Linked DNA regions of Mus musculus: regions 1, 2, 3, 4, 5 and 7 are each linked to region 6. A link is a contact called in public ChIA-PET, Hi-C and HiChIP or PLAC-seq data. All regions are on one chromosome and are shown on one strand. Each heading gives the region's core, a stretch centred on a gene start, on an enhancer-like site or on the middle of the called end of the contact. The rest is flanking DNA. Distances are from core to core; before and after follow the strand shown. Region 1 has its middle 36 kb from the start of Gm52008. Region 2 has its middle 240 kb from the start of Gm33236. Region 3 overlaps Evl (Ena-vasodilator stimulated phosphoprotein). Region 4 overlaps Gm16086 (a long non-coding RNA gene). Region 5 has its middle 13 kb from the start of Gm52008. Region 6 overlaps Bcl11b (B cell leukemia/lymphoma 11B). Region 7 has its middle 250 kb from the start of Gm52008.

Region 1 (2,700 bases), core at 99-2,598, 770 kb after region 6:
TTGACCTTTGCAGGGCTTGGACATTTAGGACCAACCATGAGCCTATGTTGACAATTTTTGTCTCTTATCTAAGTCTTAGGTCACCCCAGATCTGACTGTCCACCTCAGTGCTCTCTACCACCCATCCATCTGTTTATTGGAAACCCATAAAGCTCTGATAAGTAGCCTAATCACAACCTGACCCCAGGTTTGAGCCCCAAAACCATCAGACTATGAGGTTAGGGTGGCTGCCCTTCCTTCCCACCTATCTTGCTTCAATGTACACACAAAGCTTGGAATATACATTCAAGCTAACCCTCAGGTATACAGCAGCAGTTGCCCAAAAGGCCACACTGAAAAGCCCGAACTGGAAGAAGGGGGGACTCTGAAAAATCACTGACCCTCGATAACAGTAAGAAAGGCATAACTCCTTGTGTGTGTGTGTCTCAAGGCGAGAAAGGAGACTCTGGTGCCATATGGTCTCAAAAGGACACTCGACCATCAAACAATCAAGAGCTAGGAAGTAAAAAATGGAAAGCCATAGAGCAGATGATAGCTGCGGGGCTCCACACACCTCACACAGAGTGCTCTGCCTTCCTCAGATAATGTGGTACCCATGCTTCCTCATAGGAGAACAGCATCGGGCAGACGAAACTGACTGTTTGCATCTATGAAGAACTAAGAGTTAAAGACAAAGTTTCCATGTGATAGCACCCTTGAAGAAAGAAGAGAGAGAACCAGAGCTCGGGGCTTCCCATGCCCAGGTCATTGGTACCATGACTCTGACTACAGCTCCTGGACACAGAGAAAGAGGTAGGAGAGAGGTATGAGAAGGACCCAGGGCTTTACAGTCAAGGCAGGGCTTGAGACATTCTCGGAAGGATGGGGACAGGCGAGCTACTGTACACAGCAAACGAGATGAAAGGCAAGAAGATTCCAGGAATGAACACACAGAGCTTCTGAAATGCCCCGGCGTGAGGGCCCACAGTGGGGCTCAGAGGAGCGGGGGATGAAATGGTCCCTGAATGAAGCCCTTCCTCTGTGATCCAGAAACCTCTGCTGGCCTTCACCCTGCCGGTTTCACGGGAGGTGTTTTCCCATTACATCACAACTTACAAGTCAGATTCAGCCTAACGCCTTGGTTATTTATCTGAAGGGAGGACATTTCAGAGAACCTCGTATTGCTTAATCAATCAGACTGAGTGAAGGACAGACAGACAGCACATTTCTACCATGCCGTGTTTCTGATACACACCACTTTAACAGCGTTGTCTGTGGTTTCAGTTTGGCTCACCTTACCTCCCTCCTGGTGATGGAGGAGATGAGGGCTGGATGGGGAAATGTAAAAAGAAATAGTCCAACTGCAAGTGCGTTTACTGAGCACTTCCTGTGTGCTCAAAAAAATGCACTCAACACATAACCCAAAGAAACAAGGCTTTGGGCCCAGAGCCTAGCTTCTGGCATTCCAACCACATGGGTATCTGTTCTTCTCCAGCTGAGGGGATGTCTCTGGCAAGTCACTGGGACACTCTGAGCCTCAGTTTCTCTCATCTTTGAGAGGAGGGATGATCACACACACCCTGCCCTCTCTTCACAGCCTGCAAATGGGAGGTAAACACAGGAAATAAGCTTTGGGGGTGGGGTCTCCTTAGGTGGCGAGAGGGAGCTGGGCACCCTGCCCTTCTGCAGATCCAAATTCCTTCTCTTCCTATGCACCTGATGGATTAAAAACATCTGACTAGTTGTTAATAACATTACAATTATTGCTACCATTTGAGACAGCATCTCATGTGTTTCAGGCTGGTTTTGAACTCCCTGTGTGGCTAAGCTTCTGCTCACCAAGTGCTGGTTTACAATTTTGCGCCTCTATATCTGCTTTATGCCTAAGGTACTGGTGGCTGGACCAGAAGGTTTACACATAGTAGGTACATTATACATAGTGGGTGCATAGTCTACCAACAGAGCTACCTCTCTAGCCCTGAACTCCTTTTTATCTGAGTGAGGAAGCCACCAGCCACTCCTCAAAACAGAGCGAGCTTTATCCCATGTGAACGAATCCACGACTCTGTAAGAGAAACCTCAAGGCCACATGGCCTTTGGCATTCAGAAGGCTTCCCGTTTAGAATGTAAGCAGTTGCATGCATTAGTATTATTTAACACCCCCAGTGGGACCTGGGGCCATGCCTTGCAATCAGGCACAGTGATATTTCTACAGAAAATGTATGAACATGTGCATGAAGTGAAATAAACACGGGCTATAAATAGCCCGGTGTCAGTCTGGGTCAATTTTTGCTGCCTAGTAAGTTCAGGTCAGGCTAGTTGTGACAGCCAAATAAGTTATCGACTGTGGACTTTCTAAAAGCCTGGGCCTTCAGGATTGCAGCGAGGTGATAGAGGACATCCATGACAGATGAGAGTCTATTGCCCTCCAGTCTCGGGGTTAAGGGCACCCAGGTGATGCGTCACCAAGGCCACAAGCTGCAGATACTCCTCCTCCTTGCATTAGACGGGAAACTGAGCCCTGGACAGGAATCTGTAGGTATTGACGAGCAGGTCAATGCCTTCTGTGTAACTTCAAGGCTCAGGTTCTGATCCTCGGTATCCGACTGATGCCTGTGGCTATCTACTGGGAACTGGAAGAGTTAGTCTGAGAAGTAGAGTGTGAGTCATTGGGTCAAAGGAAACAGCTCACTCTGGATCCTAACACCCACTTCCTTCTAA
Region 2 (2,700 bases), core at 55-2,554, 520 kb after region 6:
TTCAGCAAATGTGCTTCTCTGGCCTCCTAGCTTCATGGGCTCAAATCAGGAAAGCCACTGGTCTTTGTATCCCCTTAAGTGTAGCCCTATACTCAGGGACCTCTTGGGGTGTGTGTGTGCATGTGCTTTTGTGTGTGTGTGTGCATGTGTGTTTGTGTGTGTATGTTCGTGTGTGTGTGTGTGTGTGTGTGTGTGCGTGTGCATGTGCATTTGTGTGTGTATGTTTGTGTGTGTGTGTATTGACAGTTACTTTTAGATCAATGTCTCTAAATTTAAAATCATTGCATCACATAATATGACTTCTTTTTTTTTTTATTTGTCTCAAGTAAAAGAAAGAATGTGTATCCTGCTACCCTAAGTTTTGTGGAAAGGAAAGGATGTTTGTTTGTTTGCTTGCTTGCTTGTTTTCCATTAGTTTCTTGCTAGGCTAGGAAGCAGGAAAAGGACTGGACAATCAGTATGGGGACCAGGAATCATTGTGGAGGTCCCCTTGGTTTTCTCTAGTGATGTGAGATTTTCTTGGGCCTGAAGATGTGGAACAGGCAAGAAGAAATGAAGACTTTGAGCAATTAGTTCCTTCAGACCTAAACAGTGAGTTGGCAGTGTGGCTCCTGAAGACTTGCCTTGGGGTTCATCTCAGTCATCCATCTTTCAGGGATCAAGGCCCTCCTCAGACTCTCCCTAGTTTCCCTGTCTGCTTTGCTCTTCTTGGCATCAGTGGCATCCTTCAGGACCCTGACATGGTGATGACGTGTTGCGATGTGAAAAGCCACAAAATCTGACAAGGAAGATGAAAATGGGTGAAGATTATCTCCAACGGAAAAAACCAGCAGCCTTAACAATAGAAGCAATCAGTGTCCTTTCTTCAGGAATTCACCCAGGATCTTCCTGCTTCCAGATAGCAGTTTCCTCCCCACTGCGGTTGCCTTTCTTTTATTCCATAATTCATGTTCTTCTGAAATTATTCTTTCCGAGACTTAACCTTATTTCAATTAAAAACACACACCTTATTAATTGAAACACCAGATGAGAGCAATTGATAATTCGTGCGAGGAAAAGCAAACATCTCCTCTATAAATATTTCCCTCTTGGTTCTTCAGGTGATTATTAGTTAAGCTTCGAGAAACTGCTTGGCGCTCCAAACCAAACCATAATTAATAATAACCGCTTGCATGCGCACAGTGTTCACAATATAGAGAGCTCTGAGAGTGTTCATTATTTAATTTCATCTTCTTAAGCAGCCTATGAGACGGTAAGGGCAGGAATTAGTCATTTCCTGTGTCAGCTGAGGCTGGGGAGGAGGATGACATGTGCCCAGCATCACGTGGAATAGACAACTGGATGCAGCCAGCGTTCTGGGCTCTACCTGCTTACGGCTTTTCATCGTAAGCGAGGAAAGCTTATTTTACAGATGTGACATGTCTCCTCATGTGATTCTAAGTGCAGGTTTCTGAAGTCAACAACAGATGGTGTAGGGAAGGGGAAACTCTGGGTACTGAACCTCCTCTGGCTGTTGGTCCCACGGCTCTATCCGTGCACTTCCAAGTCAAAGATGGAGGATCACAAGCCCTGCCTCACCAGCCACTCAGAGTCGTGAGCTAACTGCAGAGAGCAACCTTCATTCTTGAAATGAAATAACTTTGGACAAAGAAGCCAGCTGATCTGTTAAAAGTCTGTAGAAAATGGTTTTATGGGAGATAGGTGAGTCAAACTTGATTTTTCTTCCTTTCCCTCAGCCCATCTCCAGGGTAGCCTGGATGCCTCTGAAGTTGGAGCTAAGAGGCAGGCAATTTGGTTTAGATTCTAAGCCTCCTGGAGCCTCATTCTCTGTTTTCTTACATGATGGGTTGTCAGCTCTCAGTTACCAAAGATGTGTCCAATACCTCACAAAAGACTGGACTTAAACACCTCTGCATTTTCCTAAGGATGATGCCAATTTAGTCTCTCTCACTGAGTGTCTGCAAGTGTGTGGCCAAGAGATTTGGAGGCAGCCAACTGAGGTCAAATTTTGAAATTGACAGTCGCCACTTCTATGACTTTGGAAATATTACTTAATGGCTTCAAGTCCTGCTTCACCATTAGAATAAGTTCAACAACCATTGAGTTTCTGCTTCGAGTCCAAGGTCCTGGCCTATGTTTGAGCACCTGCCTCTGACGTCATAGATCGACTGCACAGGAAGGAGAAGTGACAACTTTCTCCATCCCAGAGGGTTCTGCCCCTAACTTAATCACCTCCCAGGCTCCCACCTCCTAACAACAAGCCACCCATGGTTGGGTTACAACTGATGTGAATTTCAGGGGACACAGGCGGTCAGGCCAAGTCAAGGAGATATTAAGTGTAGAGCCCAGATAACTCCCAAGGCTTGGGTGCTACTCTCTGGATGTAGACTTACATCTGCACAGGACATTCTAGCAGTCAAAATGAAGCTGAAAGTCCTTTGGGTTTTATGTAGTCATGTAGTCTGTTAAGGAAATTTCAAAGGTTGAAAGATATCTAATTAATACACATCAAAGACCTAAAATTCCCGCTTCCCCATGGCTGTCATTTAAAAATTCCCCAGGAGTGAAATCTCAGCCTTTTCACCTTCCTCCATGCAGTTCTAAACTCAGCCCACAGAACTCATCTCCTCTCTTCTGCTATCCTGTTCTCAGCTCTGGGTAAGGGGATCATATAATCTCTTTACAACTGAGTTTACATAA
Region 3 (2,700 bases), core at 45-2,544, 710 kb before region 6:
TTGTTTCACTTGCTGCTCTCACTGTCTACCTCAACAGGAGCCAGTGGAAAGGCACTGCCACAGGTTGAGTGGCTCTGCTGCCTTGAAATGTCCTTTGTAGTTAAGGCTAATCTCAAACTCACAAAGATCCATTTGCTTCTACCTCCTGAATTCTAAAATTACAGGCCTAGCAAGCTCACTACTTTTGAATTGAGCCTCATTCAAGGTCTAAGGACATGGGCAGAATACAGACATACATTCTCCCCAGAATATCACAAGAACGGACTCTAGCTCAGGTCCTGACAAAGTCCTTGTTCGGCTCTGAAACTTTATGAGCCAGGCGATCTTAGTTTTGAGACAAGGTCCTCTCTGACCCTGGAACTCATCATTGGCCAGGATGGTTGGTCAGTGAGCTGCAGGGGTCTGTGACACCTCCTTAACCCCTGAAGTGGGCTTACAGATGCATACTGCCACACCCACCCTTTATATGGATGCCAGAGATCTGGACAATTCAGATCCTACATGCATGGCAGGTACTATATCGACTGAGCCATGGTGCGGGCCTGCAGTTCTTTCAGGTTTTGGTCTTCTGGGCTCCACCAGATGCCCACTAAGTTCAGTTTATAATATTCTGGGGCTTCTTTAGTCTAGAGCGCTACATTCTGAATTCTCATTCCTCACACAAGCCAGTTTCAAAAGCCTACAAACCATGTGGTCAGGTTTATCCCAGGAATGGCCTCACTTCTGAGTGCCAGGTTTTTGTGTTGGTTACTCGTGTTGTTGCTGTGACAAAACCCCTAACAGGAGCAACCCAAGGAAGGGTTTGTCTGGCTAATGGTCTAAGAAGGGATCAGTCCAGGTGTAGTGGTACACAACTTTAATCCTGGTACTTAGGAGGCAGGTAGGTGGATCTGTGAGTTCAAGGTCAGCTGGTCCACAGAATGAGACCCTGCCAAACAAATGAACAAACAAAGGGAGAAAGTCTTTTACGACAGGAAATGGCAGACCAGTATTAGGAACCTGGTCATACTGTGCCACCTGTCAAAGAGTAGAAAACAGACAGGAAGTGGGGCCAGGGGATAAAACCTCATGGCCTACCTCCAGTGATCCACTTCCACCTAGTGAGGCGCTACCTCTTAAAGTTTCTATGACTCTCTCAAACAGGACTATCAGCTGAAGACCACAGGTCCTAACATACTAGCCTGTGGGAGATATGTCACAGTCAAACTGTGGTGGGTCTCTTAGCTCAGGTTGAGCTGACAGCCCCACATGCTGCCACCCTGCACGGCTCTGACACCACCCTTCCTTGCTTAGCTCTGCAGAGGGCAATCTGAGCTGGCTTCTAGGAGTGCTCTCACATGCACAGACAGCCACTAGGCAACAGCTCCAAAGAGGGAAGCCCTTTAAACAGAACTCAGTTGTCTCTGCTCAGACCTGCTTCCTCTTTTTCTAGTTCTTACTAAGCCTAACTCTATGTGACCTGGAATTTCAGGATCTGCCTCCTGTGAACCAGTTAGCTTAAGTTCCACCTTCTTCCCTAAAATAGAAAAGCAAACAGAGGCAGAGGCCTCTAGCCACTGTAGGGCTTATCATGATATTTCTTCTCAAGAGTCAGAGTCCTATACACTGTCTGACGCCTGTTTGATTCAGTACCCATTGTAGATTTTGCTCATTTTACAGATGTTTTCAAAGTAAGTCACTACTGTCACTTCATCAAGGAGAGTAGCAGAATCAGTTAGTTACTACAATAACAAAGGTTATTTTTTTCATTTCCTGAAGATATTGGCCTATGTGTAACCATCTCTGCGATAAAGTAACTTTCAGTTTCCTCTCCCACTCCCTCTCACTTTTACCTGGTGCTACCGTCTTTTCTGGTTTTAGTAAGCAGGTAGCTTGAGCGAACCTTCTGGGAGACCTTTTAACTCAGTCCTAGAGCTTTAGTAATACACTTAGCAGAATTATGAGAAGGAGCAGGAAAGGAAAAGAGCTCTGGCCTGCCCTTGCTTTATACATGACTTCCTGGTTATCCCCACCTTCACTCTGGCTTCCTCATCTGTTCATTGAAAGGAATGGCTTTATTAAAAATTCATGGATTGGCCTTGAGGTGGTTAGCAGGTAAGAACTGACTCTCAAAACGGTTGTGTGTTCCATGTGCCCCCTTCCCACATACAAAATAAAAATAAAAACTATGCATAACAGGTCTTAAGTCAATCATGTAAAGACAACAGAACCTGTTGGGAATATAGGATAAGGGATGTTGGCACCAAAGAAGCAGTTTAGTGAGGAAGAAAGCCGTTCTGTTAAGAAAGCAGCATGTAATGTAATATGATGAACCAGCACAGAGCTTAAGATATAAGGTACCAGCAGGATTAGGGTAAATGGTGACCCCACAAAGGAACTTCAGAATGAGTGAAGAGGAATGTACCAACACCTGCAGCAGATGAACCAAGGCTGCTGGCTCTACTGTGTCAGCACAGAAACATCTACTTGACCTGCAAAAGGCACTGTCAGATTCTAAAGAACTTGGGAGTTTGCTAAAAACAAATCAAGAACTAAACCCAAAGCCAGTTCCCTTAGGAAACTTCCTTGAGAGACCAGCAAACTGGCTAGGGACTGTTCATCTCACCTTGGTGGAACACAGATGAGATTATATCAGGCCCCTAGAACCTAGAACAACTGACACCTATTAAAGACACCAAGGCACCACTGACTTAAGAGCAC
Region 4 (2,739 bases), core at 79-2,578, 830 kb after region 6:
AGGACAGACTGGGACTCTTCCCCCACTCCAGTAAAACCAGTAGGTGGCCATTAGAAGACAAAGCCAGTGTCACCTTGGGTAGCCCTGTGTAGACTGCTATCAGGGGAACCCCGAGTTTATTGCCAGCTGCAGTGGAAAAGCATTGCTTTGAATTTTTTTCCCTACCTAATTGTCAAAACTGAATAATATTATCAGCTTTTTTTTTTTCATCCTTTGAGTATTTTTCTAATAAGAAAGCACAGAGATACACAGCAAATAAAAGCGTAAGATTCCAGGATGCAGTGCAATCATGCAAAATGACTTTCATATCAGTTTGATAAGCAGCTGAAATTTAATAACTACATCCCTCCTATGGTGCTGGATGAAAGTCTAATACTTTCTGCTTTGGGTTCTTTCTTCTGCAAGATGCTATTCAGGACTGTAGCTGAGGCTTTTATAGTCAGAGAGATGAGAGGTTCAGTGGATTAAACAAAGCCTTGAGAGGCTGGGCCAAGCCCCAGCCAGGCCAAAACACAGTGGCTTAGAAGCTGAACTAAAGCCAAGCCTAAGGCTGCCCATGACTATGGAGAAATGATTCAAGTATCTCCATTAGCTCAAAGTTACAGGTCTGAATCACCCCCCCCCCTGGAAAGCACACCCCCTTGTTAAGAGCTATGAAATAACTGTCTCCAGAATATCTTTATGCCTTAGCTTAGGGCAAATTATTCATTGGAGGGAGAGGGACAGAGAGAGAGAGAAGGAAGGATGGAAGTAGAGAGAGAGGGAGGAGGAGGAGGAGGAGGAGGAGGAGGAGGAGGAGAAGGAGAAGGGAGAGGGGCATTTGGAGTTGAACAGAGATCCCTCCTAACTTTACAAAAAGAACAGAAATGTGATGTTATATACACTGCGTCTTGGTAGGCAACTTCCGATTGGAAGTCCTCATAGAAGACATCTATCTAAACTTCCTATGTTATGGTTAGGGAAATTACGATTTATTTAATGCTGTGTACCTGTCTTTTAAGGTCTAGTGCAGTTGTTCCAGATTCTTCCAAGGAGTCTTCCATCCCCCGACTCCAAGTCAGAAGGAAACATGCCCAGGGCTCCGAGCATCCGGCTGGCAGTGGCCATAGCCTTCAAGGTGTTATTAGGGATGTCTAACCCTAGAAAAATTGAGGGGCATTTGACGAGATAGTATCCAAACAGGTATGGGGGATGGGTCCCAGGGCGGTATGGTGATACATACTAAGGGATGTTTAGCACTGGGTTGCAGGTGCATAGGGAGAGGCCAGGCCTCCCTGAGCTGGTGGGCTGTCCACAATGGGGTTTGGCTGTCTTGCTCTTCTACTGCCCCCTCCTGGCAGAGTTCCCTGCCAAGGCATGAAGTGGGCTGCTTCTGGCTTGCTTGTCAAAAGGGTGTCAGCTAAGGGGTGGGAAGCCGAAACCCTTTCAAAACAAAGACAGCCGGGCAGATGTGAGCATTGGGAAGGCTAAAGATGCATCTTGGTAATGACTTGAGAGGCGTCCTGGGTGAATCTATATGAGAGAACCCCAGCCGCATGGTGTCCCCACCGTTGCCCCTCTGCTTGCATGGGTGCGGATAGGACCCGTTTAAGATAGGTGTAGACAGGAAGTCCCTCGGTGGAAGAGCATCGGAGCCTGTCATCGCATCCCACTACAGCCTTTAAAAGAAATTCTAACTCCAGATGTCGGCTTAGGGAAATGAATCAATTAGGCAAATGAAGACTTCCCCCATAAATCAGTGGGTGAGAGGCTTGGGTCCAGCCATGGCCCTGGTCCGGGGGATGGGATACTAGACTTGGCCAGGGCCCAGGGAGTGGACACTCCAGCCGTTCTCCACAGCCAGGTGACCCGGATCCCCTCTGCTCTTCTGAAGTTATGTTTACCCCCTTGGGAGCTGGTTTGATTTAGAGAGAGTGCTGTGAGTCTCTCCACCCCCTTTTCCTCAGAAGATAATAAAGCCTCGGGCTTCAGAGTGGGACCCAGTGTAAGCCGGTGTCACTATTCATAAAATAATTGAGTTTACACAAAAAGTGATTTCAGTAATAGCTGGCTTTTTATAAGTATGTACATTTTATTTAAAATTACTGACTCAAAAGGCAAGGTAGAAAAAAAAATCACCTCCAACAACTTCCTGTAATTGCGAATTATTGTGAGGGAAACAGAAGGGAGAGCTTTCGAAATTATGAGCCATTATGCTCAAGAGAGAAAGAGAGAGAGGGAGAGAGAGGAGAGGGAGAGAGAGAGAGAGAGAGGAGAGAGAGGCAGTGGAAGGGGGAAAAAAAGAGACAGCTCGGCTTCATGAAACACAGCTGACAAGCTCGGCTAAATTACCCCCGGACCATTACAAAAATCACTTAATTGCCGAGCATTTTGTTAGGTCAATTGACTCTAATTGAAAAAATAACAAAAAGCTTATTATGCTGCAAATGTGGCCGTGGAAAATGAGTCTTCTGTTAGAAGGAAACAATAATTCTAAATTTCAGCTGCCTCTTACACTGTGAAGTTCACTGTTTCCTTGGGGTAGAACCCACTGTAGCCGAGAAGGAAAGCAGTATGTGTTGATGCCTTTTTCCTTTTCGCCCTCCGCATCTCGGCCTGCTCTTTCTTCCTCTGCCTCGCCTGACCCCTACCCAAACCCACCTTTCATGGCAGAGAGAGCCCCCCACCTCCACCCCTTCTTAAGCAGATACACACAAACCCCCTCTTCACCTCCAGCTCCCTTTTACCAGTGTGAAAAGT
Region 5 (2,700 bases), core at 182-2,681, 800 kb after region 6:
CTTGTTCTGTCTTAAGTGGTGGGCCAGGTCATGGTTGCTCCCCAAACATTTCCAGAATAGATATGTATGCTTGAAATGTGCTACAAATCCCCTTCTCTCTGTGGAGATCCCAGGCTCCGTTGAGAAGCAGGAAGCACCAGCTGCGGTGTCCACTTATATCTGTGGAGGGCAGCTGAGCACCCGGGGGCATGCACGCACGTGAGAAGAAATAGTCCAGGGAAAACAAGAAAAATCCACAAGACCACATATGAAGAAAACCTGAGGGGAAGAGAGCTAGAGAGACCCAGAGCAGGAGAGAAGCAAAGATGAGAGCAGAGACCCAAGGAGGGGGAGAGAGACATGCCCAGCCCTGAGTACAGAAATGGACAGCAGAGGCCAGGCCCAGAGCCTCAGGCCACTCTTCTTCAGCATGCCTGGCGCCCGCCCACAGGGAGTCCCTATTACATCATCTCCTCGCCCTTTGGAAGCTGAGTGCCACCTTATTTACTTGGATCTCCTGGTCAGCCCTGAGCCCTTTGTGAGCGGCGACGTCCCTGAGTGCTCCCCTAGAGACCCTGGCGTCCCCTGTAGCACCAGGTCAGGGACAGCCAATTACCACAGAAAAAGGTCTTGGTGGCTCCTGCTAATTGCTGTGGCCTCAGCAGGTCTTAATTCTCTCTTCCCTCCTCCCCAGCCCCAGTTCCCAGGGGCCCTATACTTCTCTGAGCACACAGATGCAAACTCTGGAAAGATTAAACTTCCACTGCCTCTCTGCCCAGGGCCTGCAAGTCATCACAAAACATCTAGAGAAGTGAAGACCCCACCCCTACCCCCGAGTGCCCAGTCCTCCAGGATCTTCCGTGTATGCCCACCCCCCCCCAAAACCTCCGCAGGTTGTCTTCCCTGAAAGGCTCCTGCTCCTCTCTGACACTGGGCCCCAGTCTCCCAGGAGCTCCTAGCTGGCTGAGGACATCACAAATCACAGTTGCATGGACCAGAACTGGAGCCAGAGCCACTCTATTTGTCAAACTGCTGTGACTGCCACAGCCCGAAGCTACTGAAGGGACACGGCTCTGAACTGGGCCTGTGGTTTTGATCTGTGGCCCCCTGTCTCTTTCACAGAACCCTAAAGCTGGCTGTATTTTATAGATCAGAACAGTGCATTATAACTACACTGTGCCATGCTACCCGTGGGGTCAAGGTAACACCTAGGGACAGAATGTGCTTCTACGGGCACAGCAGTGATCATGTCTGTTCTCACGGTGAGGGGAATGTGAGCTCCAGCTAGAGACTTCAAGGAGTTTTAACAATTCAGGTCAGGTTTTACCCACAGAGAAATGTTAAGACGCTTTGAAACCCATTTGACTCTGAGATCACAGGCCAGTCACCAGCCATGCGGCATGAGAACGGCTCTCTTTGCTCCGACGGTAGAGATGGTAACCCAGGGGTGAATGGAACTTCTGCTTGTAAGCCAGCTCTTCAGAAGTGGAAGGGGTGTGCAAAGCTGAGATAGTTCTTGTTCCCAGCAGTGCACGGCGGACCCCTCTGCTGGGCTGGCTGACTTACTTCACGCGTCGGCTTCGTGGGTGGGTCACACGGCCTCGGTCTGCACCTGTCACTCTGACCTCCTTTCATGGAAGGCATCTGGGATGGAATCAAAGCATTACCTCAGGGGCTGAGGTACAGACAGTGTCTGGTAATGTAGCCTGAGGCTGTAATGACCTGAAAGAGCCAATAGAAGTGTCCATTGTGTTAGAGCTATATTAAGTAAGTAGGGCTATATACTCTAGACACTCAATAACTGCTCACTTAAATCGCTGAAGCCTGGCCCCAGCCAGGTCCATCCACCATCATTCTGTGCACATTAAGGATGTGGAGGATGGAGTGCCCTGGAGACAACAGGTTTGGGCTTTCCCCAGGACATAAACTCAGAACACCTCTCCAAGATTCTGGAAGACATTTTCGCCTGCTCCAGGCAGTTCCCAGGGCAGACAGAGTGTCTTCACACTGCGACCTCTGACCTTGGAACAGGTGTCCAACTCTACCCTTGCGGCAAGACAGTTGACTTGTCAAGGCTTAAGAAGACTGTCACCCCTCTCCTCTGGCAGGGTTTCGGCTTCCTTCGCTCTTCACCGTGTGAAGATCAGAGGTGTGGCTCCCACCCCCCCACCCATGTGACAGAGGCAAGAGCAGAAAACAGGCTGGTTGTCACCAAGGAAGGCCAGAGGCTGCGATTATGTGTGGAGGTTCAATGTTTGCCCGTTCAGGGCAGGCAGGCAGGAAGATAGTTGTGAGGCTTTGGGGAGCCAACCGCCTGTGACTGACTCTAGCAGCTAGAATTAAAAATAAAAGGAAACAAAACAAACAAAAAATAAAAACAAAAACAAAATAAAACAAAAAACCTAACAACAACCAACCAGGCTTCCAGTGCAGCGTGGACTCTGGTAATCGGCAAGACAGGCTAGTTTGAATTGCCTCAGTTACCCAGTCTATGAAATAGGCTGCTGATGCACCCTTCACATGCCTGCTGGGTCATAGGATCTGGAGTGTGGGCAAGACTCTAACACAAAGCCCCAGAGCTAATGAGTTTCCAGTTCTCAAGATCGCGACTTGGCAGACACGGTCCCATTTGAGCCCTTGCTGGCTTGCAGTGTCTGTCCCCTTACCTCTGCTGATTAGCAGGCTCACTCAGACATTAGGTATGCTTACACGAGTTGCTCA
Region 6 (2,754 bases), core at 243-2,742:
GCTCATTGCTGCCCATGGTAGAGATTTCTTACCGTCTGTCGCTACCTCTGCTCTACTTTCTGCCTCCCAGAGCTGAGGTCCGAGTGATGACTTGGGTACCAGCAGGATGCTTATGGATTTGTAGATGGCTATAAGTGCTCAAGGAGCCCCGGTTGACATTTTCTCTGTGACATTGTGAAAGATGTTTTTAGTTTTTGTTTTTGTTTTTGTTTTTATTTTATTTTATTTTATTTTTTGAGTGCTGGAAGATATGGGGATTGGCAAGTACTCTATCACTGGGACGCTGAAATACACCTCCAGCCGGAGGGGGGGCAGTTTAATTTAATTTAATTTTTAGATTCATTTGTATTTTATTCTGTGTGTATGGGTGTTTTGCCTGCTTGTGTGTTTGTGTGGCATGTGCATACCACGCCTACAGAACCCAGAAGAAAGCATCAGATCTGCTAGATCTGAACTTACAGACAGATAGCTGTGACCTGCTGCGCGGATGCTGGGAACGGAACCAGCGTCCTATGAAAGAGCAATCAATGCTCTTCACCGCTGAGCCACCTCTCCAGCCCCATGGGGAGGGGGACAGTTTTTAAGTGAACATGAGATGTACTTGTCACCTGAATAATGGTTGTACTGGTTGTCATCATGAAACTGTGGAGAGAGCACTCTTAGCAGTTATAGGGGGTGTGCGTCTCAGGGGTTGGGGTGGGGTTTAAGTGATGAAGCAAGACAAGACCAGCCTTCTGTTTGGGTTCGGGGTGAGGAGGATCACTGTGAGACACCCAGGGGTACCAATTACTGTCCCAGGTTCAGCCACCTCACTGCCATGTGGTCCCTTCACTAGGTCTCCCAAGCAGCATATGTCACCAATATGCTTTTTGGCTCTGTAAAATGACTCCCGTATTCCACCCTAGAGTGAATGCCTGCCACAGGGTAGACATAATGGGAGACTGTCCAGGGACAATCAGTGGCCTTCCATGAGAGGGCACTGTCAACATGGAACCATTGACAATGTGACACACGCAGGGAGGCCTGGGAAGGTGGTGATGGCACGGTGATTCTCTAAACTGCTGTCCCCGTGGTCTAGCATGATCATGTGATCATGATCCTCACTTGGCTTCCCTCAGAGGTGTTAGTGAACAAGGGTGACATGAGCTGAGGTAGCGATAATGCTGAGTGAGCCGTGCAGTGCTTTGTGGTTTACTGAGGAGCCCGGGCGGCCCAGACCAGTTCCCCTGCTTGATCAGAGGTGTCCTTTAACATTTGCTGCTTTTGAGTCAAGCTACATTACTCTTCTTCCAGGCCTTAAACCAAAAGGCATCCCTGAAACACTCAGAGCCACATACAAGGATGGGTAACAAACCCGCAGTATATAACACCTACTGCCACATTTATACAGCAGTGAGCGGTGGATAGAGGGAGGACCTCACAGTCCCCAGGCCAAGTAGGAAGCAAGGCTCAGAGAGGTGACATCTCATGTTTGGCTACACCCTTTAGAGATCAAGTTCCAAGTGTTCAGTGATGCTCCTATGGGGGGTGGGGAGTCTTGTCAGAAGAGATCTGGGGTAGGAGTCTGCGTTTGAAACTCCTCAGACAACATACTGAAAGAACAAAGAAGGCTCAGTGTGTGTTCTAAAGATCTATGAAAGTAAGGAGGGAGGAAGCAAGAAAAGACACCGCAGGGCCCTCTCTGGGTTCTGAGCTGCCCCGTGTGATTTAGTGAGACAAACGCAACTGACATTTCTAGGTCTGTAGGCCAGGATTGGTGCTTCTGAAGTCATTTGGACCCAGCAGTTAGCATCATTAGCTGCAGCCGCTACAGCAGTGTAAGGCTAGTGGACCCTGTCCCAGCCATTAGCAAAGCAGCCACCGCCCACTGCAGGGCACGCACTGGGCCACCTGCGTGCAGGTATCTCTCTGAGTTCGATGCAGCAAGGACGGGTTTGGGATGAGCTAAGCAAGCCCTGAGTCTGACGCAACCTGCTGTCTAAGGCTCTTCTTGTCTAAAAGCAAGCCATCTGTGCCTGTGCTGTGTCTATAAAATACTTATTCAGTTCCTGAATAGAAAGACGTTCCAAGTGGCTCGCCAGAGACTCTCTGACGTTGTTTAGTTCTTAAAAGTGAGCAGCCCCATACTCAGGGCTATTTGTAGGCGAGAGAGAGCCATGAGGTCGTCACATGTAAACGAACATTTTATTTTAAAAAAGAAGGGGGTGGCTGGAAAGAGAGTTGTCAAGGGAGGGCCTTCAAGGGCTGGGGGATTTATTTTTTCTTTCTGTCAGGTACTGGGGGAGGCTGCTGCCTATAGTGAGTGAAGCCTAGAGTTCTGTAGAGGGACACTTAGGGGCTCTGATGAAGATAGCTCTCACCCCAGGGTGACAAGTGGCCCTGAAATCTGACCGGACAAGTAGTCAGCCCCCTTTCTCCTCACAGTTTAACTATGGAGGTGACATCTGGGTTCTAGAGCATGCAGGTCAGAATATGTGTGCCCTTCTCTCTGCTTTTCTAAAACATGGAATCGGTTATGGCTACCTAGTTACATAGTCTGCTTTGGACTTCGGTATTTGTTGGATAGAACAGTCTAGAAAAACATGTGGCCACCAGATAAAGAGACAGGAAGTACTTCAGAGCAACTCAAGGAAATGGAGATGCTGAGAAGAGATGGGCCCCAACTTAAGAACACCCCAGATCTCAGCAACCATCCTCTGTAAATCCATTACTTAGAATGGCTGGGGCCCAGAGAAGGGTACAGAAACACCTTTA
Region 7 (2,700 bases), core at 29-2,528, 560 kb after region 6:
CCCCCTTCCCCCCCCCCCCACCCTGTGATCTGCCACCTCTGCTCTCACGGGCATGGGAACCACTTGTTCATGTCAGAGGAGTCGGCTGTGACAAGAACATTAATTTCTTTGCACAGACATGTGTCCTTGTCACTCGTGAGAAACATTGCAATGTTGAACACTCGTCTGCACACAGAAACAGGCGACAGTACTTCGTTCCAGAACAAGCCATTCAATGGGGGTGGGGATGGGGGTGACAAGCAGGTGATGATCTGTGCTTACCCCTCAGGCTGCACGACAGGATCTACCTAAAAGCTCAGGTCACTGCCAGTCACTCGATCTTTACCATTGTCATAGTGTCCTTCGATCCACTAAGTTTGCCACAGGGAAGAAAATGAGTTTCTGGGTGTAGAAGAAGAAACTTCCGTTTTGAGAAGGTTAGGGAATCCAACACTCCCTTCTGACCTCTATAGGTTGCTTCATGCCCATAGGGCACATATATCTAGGTGAACACACATACACATAAAATAAATACACAAATGTAGATATTCAAAGTCATTCTCTTTCAAGTAGTATCTTTTGGAAAATATAAATTTAGATTAATTCCTGGCAAGGCTGCAAAGAGGACCTGTTAGTTGTTAGACCACAGGCTGAACACAAAGTAAGGAAAATATTGACCTAGTTAAAGCTGAACTTTTCTATCTATTCTAGACAAACCTTGTGGGGTCTGCTATATAAATCCAAAATTCCACCAAAATTGTTATCCTAAGCATAGACAGTACAATGGATTTCAGTTCATGGTTGCCAGCTGGACCACCACCATATGGAGGTTTCTTTAGTAGCCAAGGGAGTGTCCCTCGATGGTAACCAACACGGGCCAAGGAACTTCAAACTGAGGATTAATTAAGTATTGGTTTCCATTGGCTTTAGCAAAGTCAAGGGCACGTAAGAGGTGTTCAACTTCCCACAGAAGAGAGACAGGGTATCGGTATAGTTTAGACTAATAAATCCTTACAACAGCACCTGCATGATGGTGGAAACTTGAGTTTCTAAGAACATGCCACCTCTGGTTGGATTTAAACAGAAAGGTGGCTTTGCTCGCTCATATTTCCTACCAGGCAAACCCGGGAAGGATTCTCCTATGTCACACAGTCAAAGGTGTCCTGGGCACGCGTATCAGTTATATGTGGTAGGGGAGAAAGGATGTGTGATGTTTCTGTCTACTCCATTCTTAGCGGGGACAGACCTTTGTCGCTGGAGGCAGGCTAACAAAGAGAAAAACAAACACAAGTTTAATGCCAGCTCGGTCTACTTCCTGTACAGATGTGAGACAGCTCAGAGAAGAGCTGATCTCCGGAGAGATCTCGGTGTGTTATCTTAGACCTGAGGCTTTAACACTCTCTTCTCTAAGCCTGAGAAGAATGAAAGCAGGGTGGGCTCGAAGTAAGTCCAGTTGAGATAAACCAACCAGGGAAAATACCAAGAAACCAGGGTACATTTTGTACTATAGATTTAAGTAGAACAGACTTCTGTGGTAAGCATCTCTGGTCATTCAGGGTTGCTCTCGATGGTATAAAGGTCACACACACACACACACACACACACACACACACACACACTGCCCCCACTCACAGTAAATCACTCGCAGATGTAAATGTCTCCCATGGAAATTTTCGAAGTGACCCCTGTATGTATGTACAATTTCTTAAAAACAGAAAATAGAAAGCAAAACCAAACAAAACCAGCTCAAAATAAGCCTTGCGCCAAAGAGGCACGTTCCACAAGTTGGGCCTGTGGCACGTGCTGGCCTGTGGCAGTTGTGTCTCACAATGGAGTATAGTGTGTGCTGACTACCATGGAGAGTGACAGTTCAATCATTTAGGACAGTCTTCTGGAAGGCTGAGAGTAGTGTTAGTTTAGTAGGCCCACCATAGTGCGGCGGCATGGGCAACAAGACCTTAGTGCCTCACAGTTTAGAAGGCCGAGGTGGTCGGCATGTCAGCAGGTTGACTCCTTCTGCAGTCCTCCCTCCCTCCTTAGCCTGCTGATGCTCTTTCCCATGTGTTGTTAGTCAACTCTTCCCTTTTTGTTTATCCAAGTCCATATTTTCCCCCTTTTATCAGAGCAGCAGTCCCCAGGACTAGGGTGCACCCTACTAAAGGCAGTTTACACGATCACCACTTTAGAACCCTGGCCTGTACACGCTGGGTTTTAGACATTAGGGATTTAACATATGAATGCATCAGTCCCAACTCAGCCCCTAACAGGGAAACCCCCTGGCACCGATGAGAAAACTCAGGCATAGAAATTTGGTCAAGGTCACCCAGTGAACAAGTAGAGAGCTTGGTTTCAATTCTGCGCAGGTCCAGGCTTTTTAGCGTGAGCTGGGCAAAGTTCTACGGAAATCCAAACCTGCATCTGAAACAGGAAAGGTGAGGTGGCTGGAATGGAGGTGAACCACAGCGGCTATGTCAGGAGCGCCACAGCACTGACACAGAAATGTGGAGTCGGGAATTGGCAACAGGTGCTGACTGAAGGTCTGGAGCTAGCAAGGGCACAGTGTGAGCCCGTGTCACATTTCCTTAAGGTCCTGAGTGGAGACAGCCAGCCCTTGATCAGAGCTTCATCTGGTGTACAGCAGCAGGCACAAGCTCTTTAAGGCTAGAAAGACAGGGATGCGGCCCGTGAGCCACTTCTCCCCCATATCACAGAGCTGCCACT

What was found. Hi-C and Micro-C count contacts between places; a contact is called where the count stands out from the background. ChIA-PET counts read pairs in DNA pulled down with a chosen protein or histone mark. HiChIP or PLAC-seq counts read pairs in DNA pulled down with a chosen protein or histone mark.
Region 1: a contact with region 6 is called in a Hi-C map of CD8 T cells, with 2.1 times the contacts expected there. The contact joins two enhancer-like sites. A contact is called at or near these places in 9 of 484 Hi-C or Micro-C datasets (CD4 T cells, CD8 T cells, CD8 central memory T cells and 5 more) and 6 of 115 datasets of contacts at active chromatin or transcription factors (CD8 T cells, DN3 thymocytes, Th17 cells and 3 more).
Region 2: an H3K27ac HiChIP or PLAC-seq map of thymic regulatory T cells shows a contact between it and region 6, with 4 times the contacts expected there. The contact joins two enhancer-like sites. A contact is called at or near these places in 3 of 115 datasets of contacts at active chromatin or transcription factors (astrocytes, regulatory T cell precursor and thymic regulatory T cells).
Region 3: a contact with region 6 is called in a Hi-C map of CD8 T cells, with 6 times the contacts expected there. The contact joins two enhancer-like sites. A contact is called at or near these places in 1 of 484 Hi-C or Micro-C datasets (CD8 T cells) and 1 of 115 datasets of contacts at active chromatin or transcription factors (memory CD8 T cells).
Region 4: an RNA polymerase II ChIA-PET map of memory CD8 T cells shows a contact between it and region 6, with 100 read pairs. The contact joins two enhancer-like sites. A contact is called at or near these places in 3 of 484 Hi-C or Micro-C datasets (CD4 T cells, cortical neurons and ganglionic eminence) and 9 of 115 datasets of contacts at active chromatin or transcription factors (DN3 thymocytes, T-cell acute lymphoblastic leukemia, acute myeloid leukemia and 6 more).
Region 5: a contact with region 6 is called in an H3K27ac HiChIP or PLAC-seq map of regulatory T cells, with 8 times the contacts expected there. The contact joins two enhancer-like sites. A contact is called at or near these places in 13 of 484 Hi-C or Micro-C datasets (CD4 T cells, CD8 T cells, Th1 cells and 3 more) and 14 of 115 datasets of contacts at active chromatin or transcription factors (DN3 thymocytes, acute myeloid leukemia, astrocytes and 10 more).
Region 7: an H3K27ac HiChIP or PLAC-seq map of regulatory T cells shows a contact between it and region 6, with 3 times the contacts expected there. The contact joins two enhancer-like sites. A contact is called at or near these places in 3 of 115 datasets of contacts at active chromatin or transcription factors (memory CD8 T cells, regulatory T cells and thymic regulatory T cells).

What each region holds. Positions count from the first base shown.
Region 1 is chr12:107,145,514-107,148,213 of GRCm38.p6, reverse strand. No RefSeq gene overlaps it. Among named protein-coding and RNA genes, the nearest start is that of Gm52008, 36 kb to the right of the region's middle. Within about 2 kb of position 1,348, at least 24 of the 459 cell types and tissues checked have an H3K27ac peak or open chromatin away from gene starts, as enhancers often do. A contact at or near this core is called in CD8 T cells, CD8 central memory T cells, the P5424 cell line and 6 more, where this site is marked.
Region 2 is chr12:107,403,620-107,406,319 of GRCm38.p6, reverse strand. No RefSeq gene overlaps it. Among named protein-coding and RNA genes, the nearest start is that of Gm33236, 240 kb to the left of the region's middle. Within about 2 kb of position 1,304, at least 5 of the 459 cell types and tissues checked have an H3K27ac peak or open chromatin away from gene starts, as enhancers often do. A contact at or near this core is called in regulatory T cell precursor and thymic regulatory T cells, where this site is marked.
Region 3 is chr12:108,629,990-108,632,689 of GRCm38.p6, reverse strand. All of the region lies in intron 1 of Evl (Ena-vasodilator stimulated phosphoprotein), which reads right to left. Among named protein-coding and RNA genes, the nearest start is that of Mir342, 27 kb to the left of the region's middle. Within about 2 kb of position 1,294, at least 97 of the 459 cell types and tissues checked have an H3K27ac peak or open chromatin away from gene starts, as enhancers often do. A contact at or near this core is called in CD8 T cells and memory CD8 T cells, where this site is marked.
Region 4 is chr12:107,085,025-107,087,763 of GRCm38.p6, reverse strand. All of the region lies in intron 1 of Gm16086 (a long non-coding RNA gene), which reads left to right. Among named protein-coding and RNA genes, the nearest start is that of Gm16086, 13 kb to the left of the region's middle. Within about 2 kb of position 1,328, at least 39 of the 459 cell types and tissues checked have an H3K27ac peak or open chromatin away from gene starts, as enhancers often do. A contact at or near this core is called in T-cell acute lymphoblastic leukemia, cortical neurons, double positive thymocytes and 2 more, where this site is marked.
Region 5 is chr12:107,123,217-107,125,916 of GRCm38.p6, reverse strand. No RefSeq gene overlaps it. Among named protein-coding and RNA genes, the nearest start is that of Gm52008, 13 kb to the right of the region's middle. Within about 2 kb of position 1,431, at least 35 of the 459 cell types and tissues checked have an H3K27ac peak or open chromatin away from gene starts, as enhancers often do. A contact at or near this core is called in CD8 T cells, Th1 cells, double positive thymocytes and 5 more, where this site is marked.
Region 6 is chr12:107,920,154-107,922,907 of GRCm38.p6, reverse strand. The region is part of intron 3 of Bcl11b (B cell leukemia/lymphoma 11B); the gene reads left to right. Among named protein-coding and RNA genes, the nearest start is that of Bcl11b, 82 kb to the left of the region's middle. Within about 2 kb of position 1,492, at least 43 of the 459 cell types and tissues checked have an H3K27ac peak or open chromatin away from gene starts, as enhancers often do. A contact at or near this core is called in CD8 T cells, CD8 central memory T cells, the P5424 cell line and 10 more, where this site is marked.
Region 7 is chr12:107,360,864-107,363,563 of GRCm38.p6, reverse strand. No RefSeq gene overlaps it. Among named protein-coding and RNA genes, the nearest start is that of Gm52008, 250 kb to the right of the region's middle. Within about 2 kb of position 1,278, at least 33 of the 459 cell types and tissues checked have an H3K27ac peak or open chromatin away from gene starts, as enhancers often do. A contact at or near this core is called in memory CD8 T cells, regulatory T cells and thymic regulatory T cells, where this site is marked.